Linked DNA regions of Capra hircus: region 1 is linked to region 2. A link is a contact called in public Hi-C data. All regions are on one chromosome and are shown on one strand. Each heading gives the region's core, a stretch centred on a gene start, on an enhancer-like site or on the middle of the called end of the contact. The rest is flanking DNA. Distances are from core to core; before and after follow the strand shown. Region 1 holds the start of EFHC1 (EF-hand domain-containing protein 1). Region 2 has its middle 5.1 kb from the start of TMEM14A.

The links. A called contact is a pair of places that touch in the nucleus more often than the background predicts.
Region 1: a contact with region 2 is called in a Hi-C map of blood, with 5 times the contacts expected there. The contact joins the promoter of EFHC1 here to the enhancer-like site in region 2. A contact is called at or near these places in 4 of 5 Hi-C or Micro-C datasets (blood and liver).

The regions. Positions count from the first base shown.
Region 1 is chr23:24,321,640-24,327,651 of ARS1.2, reverse strand. EFHC1 (EF-hand domain-containing protein 1) reads left to right here and starts at 3,194. Exons shown (of 12, transcript XM_018039281.1): 1 at 3,194-4,515; 2 at 4,679-4,839. LOC108633557 (a long non-coding RNA gene) reads left to right here and starts at 171. Exons shown (of 2, transcript XR_001917138.1): 1 at 171-495; 2 at 1,408-2,454.
Region 2 is chr23:24,108,874-24,114,464 of ARS1.2, reverse strand. No RefSeq gene overlaps it. Among named protein-coding and RNA genes, the nearest start is that of TMEM14A, 5.1 kb to the right of the region's middle. Within about 2 kb of position 3,019, at least 5 of the 5 cell types and tissues checked have an H3K27ac peak or open chromatin away from gene starts, as enhancers often do.

The sequences.
Region 1 (6,012 bases), core at 1,945-4,444, 210 kb before region 2:
GACCCTGACCCCCAGCCTCCTCCACAGCACACAGGCGAAATGGGTGCCTTTCCGTAACCCAGACTCAGGGTTTGGAGTCCCTCCTACCTGCTAAAGGGATGTGGGGTGTGTGGGTGTTTGTGTGTGTCTGTGTCTTTGTGTCTGTTCTGTGTGCATCTATGTGTGTGTGTGTGTTTGTGTGTGTCTGTGTCTTTGTGTCTGTTCTGTGTGCATCTATGTGTGTGTGTGTGTGTCTTTGTGTGTCTATGAGATGCTTTTTGAGAGTTTGGAGAGTCCAAGAAGAATGCGGAAAGAAAGACTTACGTGATAGCTACCAAGCTTCCTAAATGTTACACAGGCTTTAAAATGCCTAACACACTTGCCCCTTTCTCTGTCTTCAGTTGATCATCCATCATTTTTCCAGTTCCCTGTCTCTCTTCAAACAGACCATTCAGAAGAGTCCCCCAGACCACACTAATGGCAGTCACTGGGCACTTCCCACAGGTCTCAGAGCTGGTAAGTGGTAGAATCAGGGCCCAGCCCCAGGCCATCTGGCTCCAGAGTCCATACTTTTTAAAAAATTTTTTAACTTTTTATTATAGAAAATTTCAATATATACAAAAGTAGACAGAAGTATTTAGTGAAGTGTTTAATCATGTCAACAAAGGTCAACTAATGGGCAATCTGGCTTCATCTACCCTGACTCACTTCTCACATTATTTTAAAGCAAATAGCAGACATGTTATCGTTTTCTCGATGAAGACATTCTTGCAAAACCACCATACCGATCATTTCTAAAATACAGGAGAACAATTCTTGGACATTCTCATGTTCAAATTCCCAGCAGTCTCATTAATGCCATCGTTATTTTTAAAGTGCATTTGTTTACATTAGAATCTCAACAGGGCCCACACATTGCAGCTGGTTGATTTGTTACTGAAGACTTTTAATCTATTGGTTTCCCTTCCACTTCACTTTTTGTCCCCTTCTCTGCAATTCATTTGTTGGCAAAAAAGGGTCGTCTGTCCTGAAGAGCTTTCTACAGTCAATACTTTGAACCGACACATCATTCTGCTTCCAGGGAGCTATGATACGGACTCCTCCTTATGTAAGATTTCAGAGAGGGGACAGCTCTAGAGCCGAGACCCCCTGAGGCTCCCAATTCCATAAAGTCATAGCTGAAATCTATACCTGTGAGTATATGCTTTTGGGGAAGGCAGGACAGCTTTCGCTAGGTTTTCAAAGCAATTAATGATCACTATTTCTGGCCCAGCCTTCTCAATGTAGAGATGAAAAAAACCAAAAACACATGTAAGGAAAAAAAAAACTCATGTAAGTTGTCCAAGTTCATAGAAATATTCATGACTCAGGGAGGACGTGAACGTGGCTCTCAGCACTCTCAACACGGCTTGTTACTTTCCGTCTCAGGCTGCTTACGTTCTGTTCCATGCTGGGTACATTCTGTTCCACGCTGCACATGTGAGAGGAGAGAAGGATGAAGAATGGATCGAGATGTTGAGTGGGAGAGGAGGAGACATCTCCCCACGTTCAAGGTTGCCATTTACCTGAATCAGCGGATTCACGTCCTGTCTGCATTTGGAATTCAAACCTGTAATTGATATTACTGTCCCATCACTCTAACACATCTCTTTCTCCATCCTGTGAAATACCAAGGCAGAGAGGTCTCAAAAACAGGATGCCAGAATCAATGATCCCTCACATGCTGAAGGAGGAATATCTTTCCCAGCTGTGCGAGGATTGGGATTAAGTGTAAGAGATACCCAGTTAGTAACCAGTCATTCACCCATGTTTCTTTAATCTCTTTTGACCTGGGGGTTTTGCATCAGTAAAATGAGGGGCTGGGTGGTGTTAATCACTTTCCAAGTGTTTTTGACTCTGACCACAGTAATACCCACAATACCAATGGGTGTATTTAAATACATCTTAAAATGTGTTTCCACTGAATTTCACCCACTCAACATTTGATGCATCCTGATAATTAATATTCTATTTCTTTTTAAAAACTAAATTCTGGTTGTCATGATCATTAAGATGATTTAAAGACCTGGTAAAGGGGATACACTGGCAGTTTGAAAAGTATCGGGTGATTTTCAAGTATTCATTTACTTGGTCAATCGTTTTATAACTGTTTACTGAGTATTTATGAGGTGCCAGACACTGTGATGGAAGCTGAGATAAATGCCACTGAACAAAGGACTTATCCTTGGGAAACTTACATACTGTGGAGTCTCTAACTCTGTGAAGTTGTGTTTGATAGAAATTTTCATAGGGAAGGGAATTCCAAGTGAATCAGTTAAGATAATAGAATGGGTTTGACTTAGAGGAAAAAGCATCAGAAGTACAATTTTTTTTCAACCCTCTAGAAGGAACCCACTGCAAGACTAAAATAGTCTAAACTTAAATTGTGTGATTTTTGTGTCAAATGAAGATTTCCTGTGTCCTAAACCTTCAGAATCAGCTTGGAAATCACTGTGTGTGTTTTTTCATACTTAGCAAAGATCACAGTGGTTGACCAGAATGTTTTGGTAGATTCCAGAGACCATGGAGTGATAGAAATGAAGGACAGAGAGCATCTGACCGAGGTACATGCCCTTGCAAGATGTCACCTCCATCAGTTTAGTTCAGTTCAGTCACTCAGTCGTGTTCGGCTCTTTTCGACCCCGTGGACTGCACCATGCCAGCCCCACTGTCCATCACCAACTCCCGGAGCTTGCTCAAACTCATGTCCATTGCATCGGTGATGCCATCCAACCATCTCATCCTCTGTCATCGCCTTCTTCTCCTGCCTTCAATCTTTCCCAGCGTCAGGGTCTTTTCAAAACAGTCAGTTCTTTGCATCAGGTGGCCAAAGCATCGGAGCTTCAGCTTCAGCTTCAGCATCAGTCCTTTCAATGAATATTCAGGACTGATTTCCTTTATAATTGACTGGTTTGATCACCTTGCAGTCCAAGGAACTCTCAAGAGTCTTCTTCAACACCACAGTTCAAAACTGTCAATTCTTTGGCGCTCAACTTTCTTTATAGTCCAACTCTCACATCCATATATGACAACTGGAAAAACCATAGCTTTGACTAGACGGAAACTTGTTGGCAAAGTAGTGTCTCTGCTTTTTAATATGCTGTCTAGGTTGGTCATAGCTTTTCTTCCAAGGAGCAACCGTCTTTTAATTTCATGGTTTCACTCACCGTCTGCAATGATTTTGAAGCCCAAGTCACCTCCGCGGCCACTCACTAGCAACACCACCCTCCCTGAGTTAACCTCCCTGAGTTTGCTTTCACACACCATGCTGTACCTCTTTTATCCAGCAGAGGACAGTAGTGCATCACAGTTATTGCAGAAAGCATGCAGGCTATTAATCCTGTGATTGTTAGGTACTAAAAAATAACAATGTCCCAGGATTGTAAACAAACTCTGGGTAAAAGCCAGCTCTGGGCAAAATGCTGGAAAAGGAGATTTATTTAGGCAACTGCTTTGCTCTGCTGTCCAACCTCTCCCATCAAGAGTCCCTGAGAGATGTCATCCTGCCCAAAATGCCCTCTTTCAGCTTTGGCCTCCTGGCAGTCTGATCTTCCCTAATTTTTCCATCCCCCAAGTTTCGTAGCACCCTGTAAGGTCATGCAACATCCTCGTGGCCTTCTGAGTCCAGGCTTTATGTTCAGCCTTCCACTTTAGCTGCCTGGGATGGTCAGGCTCCGACCCTCTCCTGTATATTCCACAAGGTGAGAAACGGTGAATGCAATCCATGCTGAATCATCATGTTTAGGAGAAATGGGATATAAACTCCTAATCACACACCCCCTTCTCAGGTTTCATGCAGTTTTCTGAAGCCCTGTCTTACCTACTCCCCCCAACCTTCTTCACAGACCTGTACCTGTGCTTCTTAACACAGATGCAATACTGCCTGGCTTCACCTCCTCAGAGGTGAAGTCATTTTTATGAGGCCACAGACCGAGAGAAGTTTCCTTCACCATGCATGTCTAGGTCTGAAAGTAGTTAAAACACTCTATTAGGGGTATCATAGTGTGCCCTTCTGGGAAAGAAAGGCATTTGACCAGAAGGCACTGCCCCAATGGGAACAGGTGCCATAAAGGACAAGAAACTTAGGAAGGACTCACCCTTTCCAAGCCCTGCAGGCTCTTTCCCTACCCAGCCCAGGGAACACAGACCCAAGTGCAACTCTGCACTGAGTCCAGGGGGGCTCTTCCAAGTGTATCCTAATGCCATGGATTTACTTTAATTAAGAGAAAGGGTGGTGGCAGGGTTGGGGGGGGGGATAGATCGTATAACTAGAAACAGTGTAAGTTTATCATGAAGAGTCAGCAAGGATCGTGGTTTCCAGTGATTCTGAGGCTGAACTTGCCATCTTGAAATATTCTCCCAGTGGCTGACTTCTGTCAAATGAGGGGAAAAAAAAAGCAAAACCTAAAAGTTGAGAATTATGTTTTATTCGGTGGACTTTTTGAGGACTCAAACCAGGAAGACAGCCTCTCAGCTCCAAGCAACAACCATAAAGAGGTAAGGGAGGAGCCAGGAGCTTTTGCAACAAAAAACAGGGGGTCAGAACATTTTAAAAAAATACTGTTAATTAAAACCAGACATCTCAAGTTAATGAATGAGTGCTTTTCTTTGTATGAGAAGATGCAAGAGTCTGGGCTCACTGAACTCATTCCTTTGATAGGCACCTTACCATCCTGGACCAGTATCCTGCTTTTCTCCATCCTAAATCCCCTCAGCATGCACAGCTGTGGATGACTTCTGTGACTGATGGCTTAATGGCTGCAACATCTTTTCATTTACTGATATGGCAGGTGACATCCTTTGTCCACACTGCCCTTCTAGGTCAGTGGCTAAGATAAAATGTAATGGTCAGATACTTGTAAAGTCTTTAGTGTCACTACAATGCATTGATTCAAAAAGTGTATTAAACACCTACATTAGGGCACTACACCAATAAAAAATAAAAATCTGGAAAGGTGAAAAAAGGAGTGGGGGACAAACATGGGAAATAGAAGTAGTTAGGGGATAGCAAGTGTTATCAGAAAAGAAACTCTGGGCAAGGTGTGGAGACAGCCACCAATAACTGCTTCACTGCCACTAGTGGACTGATGTCCTGGGCCCCCTGAGGTTTATGCCTGTTAGTGAAACCCATCAGGGGGATTTACTCCGACAAGCAGCAGTAAAACTAAAGCCTTTGTCTGTATTGGCAGCAAACCACCCATGACATGGATGCCTTTGGCGTGAAGCTTGCTACTCTATTGCACTCCGTTAAACTGGCTCATTCTCAGAAACAGCTGTTATAAAAATCAGATGCCTGGGCCCCATTTCAAACCCAGTGAATCCAATGTCCAGGCATCTGGATTTTGTTTTTCTTTTTAAGCTCTTCAGCGCTTCTGATAGCTTGTTTTTTCTTTCTTGAAGATGTTTCAAGAACAGGATTACATTTTTTAAGGGATAATAATTTAAACAAGTTTTGTAAAGAGTACCTACGGTTTTGACAATTTATCACCGCACTTATTTGCTTTTCTCCTATGACAAATTTTTCTTGGCAGATGTATTTCCCCTCGTGGGTCTGATCTTTTTATTGCAACTGTAGGTAGTGATACTAGAGACTCGGAGAATTGACAGGAGCGCCGTGTAGCTGTCCAGTCAACAAATACTGAGCGTCCTGCGGTGAATATGTAAGACCCCCCCCCCAAGGCCTGTGAAGGAGGGTGTAGAAATAGAATGTGCTGCGCTTAGTCGCTCAGTCATGTCCGACTCTTGGCGACCCCATGGACTGTATGTAGCCCGCCAGGCTCCTCTGTCCATGAGATTCTCCAGGAAAGAATACTGGAGTGGGTTGCCATTTCCTTCAAAGGTAAAGTAGGAAAAAACTTGAATGAGGTATTTGGAGGATTAGGCACCAGTCAGTTGCTTTTGTTTATTGAACATCCTTGAACAACAGAATTACAATCATGAATATTCTCAGTCCCTGGCCCCAGGGAAGCACGGGTTCAGGAGAAGTAACACTTT
Region 2 (5,591 bases), core at 1,770-4,269:
TTCACTATTCTCTACTCCCACCCTCCTTTGGGTCTCACCAGGCATGGAGCCCTTCCCATCCAGCCCCCCTGCAAGGGCCTTTGCTCAGGCATTCCTGCTGCCTGCAATGAGGACCCCCCTGACTCCTTGCTGCTGGCTCCCTCTCAGACTTCAGGTTTCAATTATAATATCCCTTCCCACTCCCCTTGCTCCAGAGTCAGTCTCTAACTCTGAATCCTATTCTCAGACTCCTATTCCAGGGCTTGACATCTGTTGCGGGGCATCCCACAGGTCTGCAAGCCCTGTAGTTGTTCAGCCTCGAGACCAAAGAAACAGCCTGGAGACAGCGACAGAGACAGGGGTGGTTTATTGGACGGGGGAATCCTACCAAGGGTCCTGGAGCGACAACTCAACACAACCAGTGGACAGGACATGGCAACAGCCTTTGCTACTCAGGGGAGGAGGAGGCTACCATACACAGGGAGAATTGATGTCTGTTGCCAGGGACTAATTAAGCCCTATAATTAAGAGGACTGAGTATTTATGTGAGTGAAGTAGGGGCTGGTGGAGCAGGGGATGTACAAAGAGCAAGAGAACAGCCATCCAAAATGGCCTGACCATATAACATCAAACAGATAATTATTTGTGAAATTAATAAATGTTTTCTCTGAAAACTTAATAAGTGCTTCCTCCAGCTAGAAGAGTAGATACCCTAACATTCCTTAGGACAATTTCAGTGACTAATAAAAACTGACTACATTTTTCTTTTGGCCTCACCGTGTGGCTTGTGGGATCTTAGTTCGCCGACCAGAGATAGAACCCCTGCCCCTTGCTTTGGGAGCACAGAGTCTTAACCACTGAACCTCCAGGAAAGTCCTGACTACAGTTTTAATTAAACACGCACACCCATATGGTATCTAAATACAGAGACTACAGTGATCAGCTCAAGCCATTCGGGATCTGAGACTACTTTCTGATGATGATATGTAGGCTACTCATTTAAGCATTCAGTGATCTGCGAGCCAGACCTGACCACTCTTGTTTCACAGCTGTTTTCCTCCTCCACTCACTTCCATGCATCTATTCTCTGTCCCAGTCACCCATCAGAGACATCTCTACTGCCTTATGTGTCATAAGGACCACTGAAAGTAGATTTTAAAGTCTTGGAAAGCAAGGACCACTCTTTTAATAGTAATAGCAAACACTATTGAGTATTTCTTCTGTACCAGTCAAAATGTTATGTGCTTTCCTGTATTAATAAAATATGCAGTGGAGCCATGATGGGAGCCCACGCACGACGACTGCAGAGACGGTATACACACTCTTCTTTAACCTGGATCGACACTTCTCAGCTGTCAGCATGAGCTCTGGCAAGCTGCCTCAGTTTCCTCTTCTGTAGAACGACTCAGTATCTATCTTAGACGGTTACTGAGAGGATTAAATGCTTAGAAGGTGGCCGGCCCACTAGACTCATTAAATGTTAGTTGTTATCATTATTGTTTACAATTATTCCAGGAAACCTCTCAGTCCTGGTCTTAGCACAGAAAGTCCCCTGTTCTAGGCAAAAGTTCAAAATGAGTCTAGAAGGCAGGCGTAGGTAAACGAGTCAGAGGTACCTTGCTCATTCTCCACCGCCTGCCTCTTTCAGAGCCCACCTTAAAATTTCCCCTTATATCCTGGAACTGACCCTTCCCCTCGCCACAATATTTCAAGAACCTGTACTCCTTAGTCTACAGGTCGCAGTGCAGAAAGCATTACTTTTTTTGTACATTCTTTTACGCAGACCACCGATCTGTTTTTCTGAGCAAATTATTTGGTGTCAGACCGTTCGTCAATCTATCAAGGTTTAAAAAGTCCCGGCTACCTGAGCGAAACGAGAGCATCTAGTGCCCCCTGCCGCCTTTCGCAGGTAAGGCACCCAAACAAGAAACTCGACTTGCGCTTCAGTTCAGTTCAGTCGCTCAGTCGTGTCCGACTCTTTGCGACCCCATGAATCGCAGCACGCCAGGCCTCCCTGTCCATCACCAACTCCTGGAGTTCACTCAAACTCATGTCCATTGAGTCAGTGATGCCATCCAGCCATCTCATCCTCTGTCGTCCCCTTCCCCTCCTGCCCCCAATCCCTCCCAGCATCAGGGTCTTTTCCAATGAGTCAACTCTTGGCATGAGGTGGCCAAAGTACTGGATCTTCAGCTTTAGCATCATTCCTTCCAAAGAAATCTCAGGGCTGATCTCCTTCAGAATGGACTGGTTGGATCTCCTTGCAGTCCAAGGGACTCTCAAGAGTCTTCTCCAACACCACAGTTCAAAAGCATCAATTCTTTGGCGCTCAGCCTTCTTCACAGTCCAACTCTCACATCCATACCTGACCACAGGAAAAACCATAGCCTTGACTAGACGGACCTTAGTCGGCAAAGTAATGTCTCTGCTTTTGAATATGCTATCTAGGTTGGTCATCAAGTTCTAAATAGAAATCGGTAAAAAATATAAATCCTAAAAATTCTATAATAATATATAAATAAATAGAAATAAAATAGAAATAAATAAAATAGAAATCCTAAATAAATAAATAGAAATCGTAAATAAATAAAATAGAAATCCTAAAATTGAAGTTAAGATTCCCGTTTTATCTTTTCTAGAATTCAATGCCCTGAAATTCATCTGTTTACTTCGCCTATGCAAAAAAAAAAAAAAAAAAGTCTGGCTTAATTGTACTTTTCTCTTTTACCTTTGCTTTCCTTGAATTCGACTGTAGCTGTTTTGACTTGGGGATTTATTTGTACTGGTTTTTGTCTTACTCTTGGCTCGCTTTCACTTCCCTGAAGCCTGAGGCTAATGCCCGGTTGAGGCGTCGGCTGGCAGAGGCGACCTCCGCCGGCTTCACCGGCCTCGGGAACCCTCCGACGCGCTCTGAGAACCTTCTGACCCGCCCGGAGAACCCTCTGACGCGTGTTGACCACTCAGCTTTCTCAGACACCGAACTTCCCCGGATTTATAGAGGCCCCGTTGGAGCCAATGGGACGCCAGCGCACGACTGAGTGGCTGATGAGCTCGACCAATGACCATGCGAGTTAGGTGATATGGGCCCGCCCACCTCGGCCGTAGAAGCGGTCTGCTGGTCGCTCACGACCAAAAGAGATGGTCCCGACTATGGTCTGGCCTGTGACCGGTGCCCATTAGCGGGCTCTGCGGCGTCCTCGCCGGGGAGGGTACAGCTGGATCTGCCATGGGGGTCAGAAGCAGGTCAGGGCGAGCAGCCTGTGGAGACGATGCGCCCAGCCGAGAACAGGCACGGGGCCTCCAGAGAACCTTCGAAGAGCGAGCAGGTCGCGGGTAGGGGCTGGGAAACTCGAGAGTCCCTGGGTGGCCTTGGGCATCGTCCCCATGCCGCCTGGCCTAGAGGGTAGGAGGCCGGGAGTGAAGTGTGCACTCGGACTGGGGCTGAGCCAAGTCCTGCGGTGCCCCAGCCAAGACCTCCATCCCCCCGCACGTTCTCCCCTCCAGCTGGGAACGGACTCACCTTGTGACCGCAGTCTCTGCCCCAGGAAGCCCACGTTTCCTGATAGCGACATCTGAGCACAGAGGAAGACAGGGATAGACGGTAGCACTTTGATAAGAGGGTGTCTTCCAGTTGTGACCGCTGGCCCGGCCAGGTTGCCCTTTCTTTCCCCTCCCAGCCTGGAGGGGCTGCGGTCTTGAGTTTTGTTAGGGCCTCGGTGGAGTTGAGATCTCAGTAAGGAGGTGGTGTAGCTGTCTTTCCAGAATGAAATCTTTCATCCTCAGGGTGAGTGAGAATGGACTTTTGCTGCGGATTGTGGCTTTATTTGTAATCCTTCCAGTGAAAACTTTGGGAGATCCAGCCCTTCCTTAGCTCGTGGATTTCTAGTAAGACATTCAAAGCTCATGACTTCCTTGTAAGACTTCTTGTGGCCATGTGTCTCACCCGACCTTTTCAGAAAATTGTTCATTGGTGACATAAACTTGGACACCCAGCCTGTGTATTAACTGTCATGTTTTGTATCAGGAGAGTGCTAGTTTTAACTTTTTTTTTTTAATAACACTGAGTATTGTGACCATGTTTTCTAAGAGGTCAGATAACGAAAATGAGAACGACCAACGCAAAAAAGGCTAAACAACTGTGTTACGTTAACTTCCCTGGTGGCTCAGACGGTAAAGCGCCTGCCTATAATGCAGGAGCTGCTGCTGCTAAGTCGCTTCAGTGGTGTCCGACTCTGTGCGACCCCATAGACGGCAGCCCACCAGGCTCCTCCGTCCCTGGAATTCTCCAGGCAAGAACACTGGAGTGGGTTGCCATTTCCTTCTCCAAGGCATGAAAGTGAAAGTGAAGTTGCTCAGTCATGTCGGACTCTTAGCAACTGCATGGACTGTAGCCCACCAGGATCCTCCATCCATGGGATTTTCCGGGCAAGAATACTGGAGTCGGGTATCAGTCGAGAAGATCTCCTGGAGAAGGAATTGGCAACCCACTCCAGTATTCTTGCCTGGAAAATCCCATGGATAGAGAAGCCTGGTAGGCTACAGTCCATGGGGTCGCTAAGAGTCAGACACAACTGAGCAACGTGACTTTCACTCTTACGTTAACAGCAAATGGAAGGACACATACAGTTGGATCGAAAGGGGTGGATGGTGGTAAATAATCCACACAGAGCATCCTGTACAGTGTGTGAGAAAGACTTTGGGATTGGGCATAGTGGAGAAGGGGATGTGAAAGCACATTTGGAGATTGAACCTGGCAAGTTCAGAATGAGAGAGGTGAGTGCTTCCAAACAAACCAAAAAGTGTTGTCTTTTGGGAAAATGAAATCAGCCTTCAGTTAAAAGTGTCGACAGCAGCTACTGAATTAGGGTGGGTGTCCTACCTGAACAGACATGCCTTGTCCTTTGGGTGCTTTGATTATTTTATGAAACTGAGTACAGTCACTTTTCCTGATTCAGAGGCAGTGACCAAAATATCCTGTGGTTATATGATGAATTTACAGATGTCAGCAGCTGGGCTGTCACAACAAGCCTGTGGAAACAGTGGGTGGACGTTTTTGAAGAAATGAATTCCTACAAATCTAAAAACTTGTCGTTGCTAATAAGTAAAATTCCAAGTATTCCATGTTCAAACATTTGTGTTGAGTGGATATTTAGCTTAATGTCATCACATTGGACTGAGCCTCAGTGTCACATGAGTGTGAGAACAGAGCTGCAGGTCAGAGAGAATTTGACTCTTGATCGTGTTTATCCAGTTTTACCACTGCATCAAAGAGAAGGATATCCTGAAGGCTGCAAGCAACTCAGAAAACTATTATTGGAAAAGAAGACAGAAAGAATGAAAGTATTCTACCATATCTTGGGACAGAAAGAAATATGTCGTCTTTTAAATATGGGAAATACCTGTTTAATCTTATTCATATTTTCCTTTTAAAGTTTTACTTTATGTCTCTTATTTATATATTTGTATTAAAAATATCCACAATATGTCTACTTTAGAGATAAATGATACACATGTATTGAGATGCTTGTTCAAAATTTGTTTTACTGATGAGCAGAGAGAGGCCTAAATGATAAGGCCTAAATGATCTGGAAGAAGAAAAGAATCAAGGACCT